2 separate regions of the Canis lupus genome follow, and region 1 is linked to region 2. The links are chromatin contacts, called in public Hi-C maps. All regions are on one chromosome and are shown on one strand. Each heading gives the region's core, a stretch centred on a gene start, on an enhancer-like site or on the middle of the called end of the contact. The rest is flanking DNA. Distances are from core to core; before and after follow the strand shown.

The links. A called contact is a pair of places that touch in the nucleus more often than the background predicts.
Region 1: a contact with region 2 is called in a Hi-C map of blood, with 2.0 times the contacts expected there. The contact joins the promoter of CCT2 here to the promoter of YEATS4 in region 2. A contact is called at or near these places in 2 of 9 Hi-C or Micro-C datasets (blood and liver).

Annotation. Positions count from the first base shown.
Region 1 is chr10:11,919,501-11,922,200 of UU_Cfam_GSD_1.0, forward strand. CCT2 (T-complex protein 1 subunit beta) reads left to right here and starts at 1,416. Exons shown (of 17, transcript XM_038549988.1): 1 at 1,416-1,561; 2 at 2,574-2,648. The coding sequence starts at 1,559. It overlaps LOC111097593 (a long non-coding RNA gene), which reads right to left and starts at 1,246. Exons shown (of 4, transcript XR_005365404.1): 1 at 1,054-1,246.
Region 2 is chr10:11,723,006-11,725,705 of UU_Cfam_GSD_1.0, forward strand. YEATS4 (YEATS domain-containing protein 4) reads left to right here and starts at 1,385. Exons shown (of 14, transcript XR_005365402.1): 1 at 1,385-1,605.

The sequences.
Region 1 (2,700 bases), core at 166-2,665, 200 kb after region 2:
GGTTTAGCGCCTGCCTTTGGCCCAGGGCGCGATCCTGGAGACCTGGGATGGAATCCCACGTCGGGCTCCCAGTGCATGGAGCCTGCTTCTCCCTCTGCCTATTTCTCTGCCTCTCTCTCTCTTTCTCTCTCTGTGTGACTATCATTAAAAAAAAAAAAAAAAAGGGAAACACCCACCAGTGTTAGCAACTGCAGGTAAGTCCAAGCACTTGCTAAGTGATCCATTCATTAGTCAAAGGGAGAAAAGGGGATCAGTCGGTAAAAGACAACTAATAGATTTTTTTAAAGCACAAGCATTTTACTGCAACCATCCTGGCCGGTTAACTTCAAATAGAAAATTTTGTCTTTTATTTTTATTTATTTTTTTGAAAATTTTGGTTTTTATTTTTCTTTATTTTTTGAAAGTTTTGTTTCTTAATAATAAAACTGAAATATGTGGGATCGACCTTAGTCTGTACCAACACATCATGTAAGAGTTTACTAGTCGTCTCTAGTAGTGGAGGGGAGAAAAGGAGCAAAATGTAAGCCCTGAAAATGAGCAAACTGGGCACAGATCTCCACCAGCCTTCACAAGACTGTGTCCTAGACAATGTCCCATTAAAAACCGCTTTTTAAAATGCAATAAAAGGAGCGTAAGTTCAGAAACCATAAACGAGTGAGAAAATGTTGGGAAGAAAAATTTTTTCTTTTTGAAGACTTCCGGCTTCATTTTATACTACTTTGGCATGGACTGTATTTTCAAAATGGCTTTGTTTTTGTTTTTCTTGGCAAGTTTTATTGTGAGTTTTCTAATTATGAAGCAAAATCTCTTTTCTCCAATATGCTTTATGTGATAGTATTTAAAATTGCTGTGAGTTATTATGTCAAAGAAGTAATTGGCCTTTCTGAGCTGATTTTTCCATCTTTTATAATTATCTTTATTAAAAAATTGTACTTAGAAAAAAAAAGGAGTGTAAGTCTTCCTCGTCACTCAATAAATAACGCTTAAAATTAAAACAGCAATAAAAAATATTCAGTAATATAAGGTAACCCTCCCCCCCAAAAAATAAAACACCTGTCAAACTGCACAGCTTGCACAAGCTGAATGTGGTTGCTTCTGGGGAAAGAAGTGTGGCTGGGGAATTATTTTTTCGTTGTTAGTCTCTAACGCTCGAAAAGCTGAGCATCTGTGATATTTTTAGGGCGAATTTTTAAAGATGAAATTGGGGGGAGGGGCGGAAAACTCCGTTGCTATGGCAACGCGAGGCTCGGCGTCCCCTTTGTTCGCCGCGGGCTCCACCCCTGACGTCGGCCCCGCCCCCAGTGGGCGGTGCCGCAGGGGGCGGAGCGTGAGCCGAAGCCCCGCCCCCTCCCTGTGACGTGCTACGTTTCCGACGCCGTCCTCCGCTCCCAACGGCTTCCCCGCCCTGGCCCAGAGGGCGGCGCCAGGCGGCAGCGGCGCGCGCCGGCCGGGCCCCGCCCCCTGCGGTGGAGCGTGTGCCGTCATTTCCGGCTTCTCTTCCCTCCGGTCCCGGGCGTGAGCCGTGAGGGGCGAGCGCGTGTGCCGAAGCCGCGGAACCATGGTGAGTCTGGCCCCGCGGCCCTGCCCAAGCCCCCCGCCGCCCCCCGCCCCCCGCCCCCCGCCGCCCCTCGCGTCCGCCCTCCCGTCGCCGCAGGCTCCTCGTGTCCGTCCCGCGAGGCCGCCCGCCGCGCATGGCGCGGGCCGCCGGCCGAGCCCTCTGTCGCTCCCGGCGCGGGGGGGGTGGGGGGTGCGGGCATTCGGTGCCGCGTCTCGGGCGGGCTCGGCTGCTCCCAGGGCCCGAGGCCCCGGGCTCAGCCGCGCGGAGAAGCTTCTAGTGCCCGGGGCGGGCTGGCGCGGCAGGCCCCGCCCTCCTCGGCGGGGCGGGGCGGGGCGTGGAGCCGCGGGCGCAGATGGAGGCTCCTGCCTACCTCGGCCTCAAAGCCACCTTAACCCTTTTTTTTTTTTTTAAAAGATTTATTTATTTATTTAGTCATGATAGACACAGAGAGAGAGAGAGAGTCGGAGAAGCAGGCTCCACGCAGGAGCCCGACCTGGGCCTCGATCCCGTGACCCCGGGGTCACGCCCTGGGCCCAAAGCAGGCGCCAAACCGCTGAGCCACCCAGGGATCCCCAAGCCTTTAAAAAAAAAAAAAAATTATTTGTTGATTAAAGCAGAGACACAGGCGGACGGAGAAGCAGGCTCCCCACTGGGAGCCCGACGCGGGACTCGATCCTGGGACCCCGGGGTCACGGCCCGGGCCGCAGGCGGCGCTAGGGCTGCCCCGTGTTCAGCCTGCACAGCCCTCCTCCGCGCTGTGATGTTTACCCGGAGGGCGAGCGCCCGCAGATCCCCTCGTTCACACAGCTTTGCAGCCCCTCGTCCCCGCTTCCGCAGACCTCCGCCCCGGGGTGATGCACAACGTCATTTGCTGGGAGAAGTGCGAAGTGCGCTTCTGCCGTGAACTGACCTCTCTTAAATGCCTACACGTATTTCTAGCAGGAATGCATCAATACGCGTTAAATATTGGTATTCAAGCTGATTGTTGATTTTTTTTTTTTTCTTCTTCTTTCAGGCGTCCCTTTCCCTCGCACCTGTGAACATCTTCAAGGCTGGAGCTGATGAAGAGAGAGCGGAGACGGCTCGGCTGGTAAGCTGCCTTCTCCCATTCTCTAAAAGTCTTGCTGTTGCACTTTACGAAT
Region 2 (2,700 bases), core at 135-2,634:
CACTGCGGTGCCCTGTACCACATCTTCCTTATCCACTTATCAGTTCACAGACATTCGGTCTCTTTTCCATCATTTGGTTATTTTTTGTTTTTAAATATTTTATTCATGAGCGACACAGAGAGAGAGAGACAGACAGATAGAGACAGAGACAGAGACACAGGCAGAGAGAGAAGCAGGTTCTATGCAGGGAGCCTGATGTGGGACTCCATCCCTGGAACCTGGGTCACGACCTGGGCCCAAGGCTGGTGTTAAACCGCTGAGCCACCCAGGCTGCCCTCACGTGGTTACTATTGCTAACGCTGCTCTAAACAGCGGTATTTTTTTATCCTTTGGGTAATACCAAGTAGTGCAATTGCTAGATCTAGCACAGTAGGTTTTTTTTTTTTTTAAGGAACCTTCATGCTGTTCTTAATGAGAAAGGTTTAAACGTCATTCTTCTTATGGGAAAAAGCGCAACGTACAGGGAAAGGGGCAGGAAAGTGGATGGGAAAACATTGGGGAAACCAAAGCTGGCGCGGTGGTCTGTCTTCTGAGCGAGGTTCCCCGCGACGTCATCCTCTAAAAGAGTGGGAGGGGGCAGCCGGGGGCTCAGCGGTTTAGCGCCGCCTTCGCCCGGATCGTGACCCGGGATCCAGGGACCGAGTCCCGCAAGGGGCTCCCTGCACGGAGCCCGCTTCTCCCTCTGCCTCTCTCTCTGTGTGTCTCTCATGGATAAATAAATGAAATCTTTAAAAAAAAAAAAAGGGGGGGGGGGGGCGCGAGGGCTGACGTCAGAGCCGGGCTTTGAGAGCCGGGGAGCCTAGGCCACAGGGGCCGGGCCGCAGCGACGAGCGCCCGCCGGCATCTCAGGCTGCAGCCGACGCGCAGGCGCCTAGCGCGGCCCCGATCCCTGCGGGCGCAGCGAGGGAGCCGGCGCCCTGTTCTGCGGCCTGCGGTACCGCCTCCGGGAAAGAGAGCAGGGAAAGGGAGAAGCCGGTAAATAACAAATCGGCGCTTCACGCTCGGAGGGCTGGCTGAAAACGACGAAAAGCTGCGGGCGGGCCAGCGGGGTGTGCGAACTTGACCTCCGAATCGACCCGCACGAGCTCCGAAAGCCAACCTCTGGGTGGTTCCGTAGGCACCGGGCCTGGGGGCGCGTCAGGACCACCGCCACGCCCCCTCCCGCCTCGGCCACGCCCCACCCGGCCACGCCCCGCCGGCTGGGCCACGGCCTGCGCCTGCGCACTCGCGCCGCCAGCTCCCTGCGCCTGCGCACTCGCTCCGCCGGCGCTCCTGCTTCCGTGGGGCTCTCAGCGCGCGGGGCTCCACGCGCTTCCGGGACGCCGCCTCCCGCCGCCCGCCGCCCGCCCCGCCGCCCGCCTCCCGCCGCCTCCCGCCGCCCGCCTCCCGCCTCCCGCCAGGACTTGGCCGCTCGTCGGCGCCGCGCCCTCGCTCCGCCAGGAAGCAGCCGCCTGGGCCCCGCGCGGGAGGAGCGTGGCCTCTGACGGGAGCGGCGACCCCGCCGGCCCCGGTCTGTTTCCCTGGCGGCGGCGGCGGCTTCTTCCGTAGGACAATATGTTCAAGAGAATGGCCGAATTTGGGCCTGACTCCGGCGGGAGAGTGAAGGTCAGTGCCCGGCTCGCGCCGCCGTCCGCGCGGCTCTCGGGGCGGGGGTCCCGGTCGCGCCTTCTCGGCCGGGGCGTGAGCTGCGGCTCCTGGACGAGCGCGAGGCAGCGGCTGCGCGGGGGACACGGGCACTCGGTGGGGCTTGGGTTGCGTTTCGGCTACGACTTGGCCGGCTCTGCGCTCGCCTCGTCCCGTGATGGCGTGACGGGGGGCGTGGACGTTGCTGATCCGGGCCCCGCGGCGGCCTCGCCAGGTGACCCCGTGCGTGTGCAGGTGGGGCCTGAAGGGCGGGCGGGGAGCGGGGTCAGAACCGCGGCCCCGCGGCCCCGCGGCCCCACGGCGGCCGCCGCCCTAGCATCAAGGCTCGGAGACGACGGTCACTAAGGTTCCTTTTCTTTTGCAAGTTGGTCCGCACGGACACATTAACTCTCCCACTTTCTTTAAGATTTTGTTTATTTATGCATGACAGAGAGAGAGAGAGGCAGAGACACGGAGGGAGAAGCAGGCTCCGTGCGGGGAGCCCGACGTGGGACTCGATGCTGGGACCCCGGGTCACGACCTGGGCCGAAGGCGGCGCCAAACCGCTGAGCCCCCCAAGCTGCCCACCCTCCCGCTTTCCTACGTTGCCTGGCATGTTGGCTTTTTTTTTTTTTAAGACTTTTTTTTTATTATTTATTTACTCATGAGAGACACACACAGAGAGAGGGGCCGGATAGAGACACAGGCAGAGGGAGAAGCAGGCTCCATGCAGGGAGTCCACGCGGGACTCGATCTCGGGACTCCAGGATCGTTCCCTGGGCCGAAGGAAGGCGCTAAACCGCTGAGCCCTCCAGGGATCCCCTGGCACCTTGGCTTTTAAGGCAAGACTATCTGGTTCTTGATGGAACAGCTGTGTTTACAACCCTTCTCTGATTTTCGACTCATTGCAGAAAAGGAAATTTCTCTTTAAAATGAAGGGAGGGGTATCCCCTGGTGGCTCAGCGGTTTAGCACCGCCTGCAACCCAGGGCGTGATCCTGGAGACCTGGGATCGAGTCCCACATCCGACGTAGGGCTCCCTGCATGGAGCCGCCTTCTCCCTCTGCCCGTGTCTCTG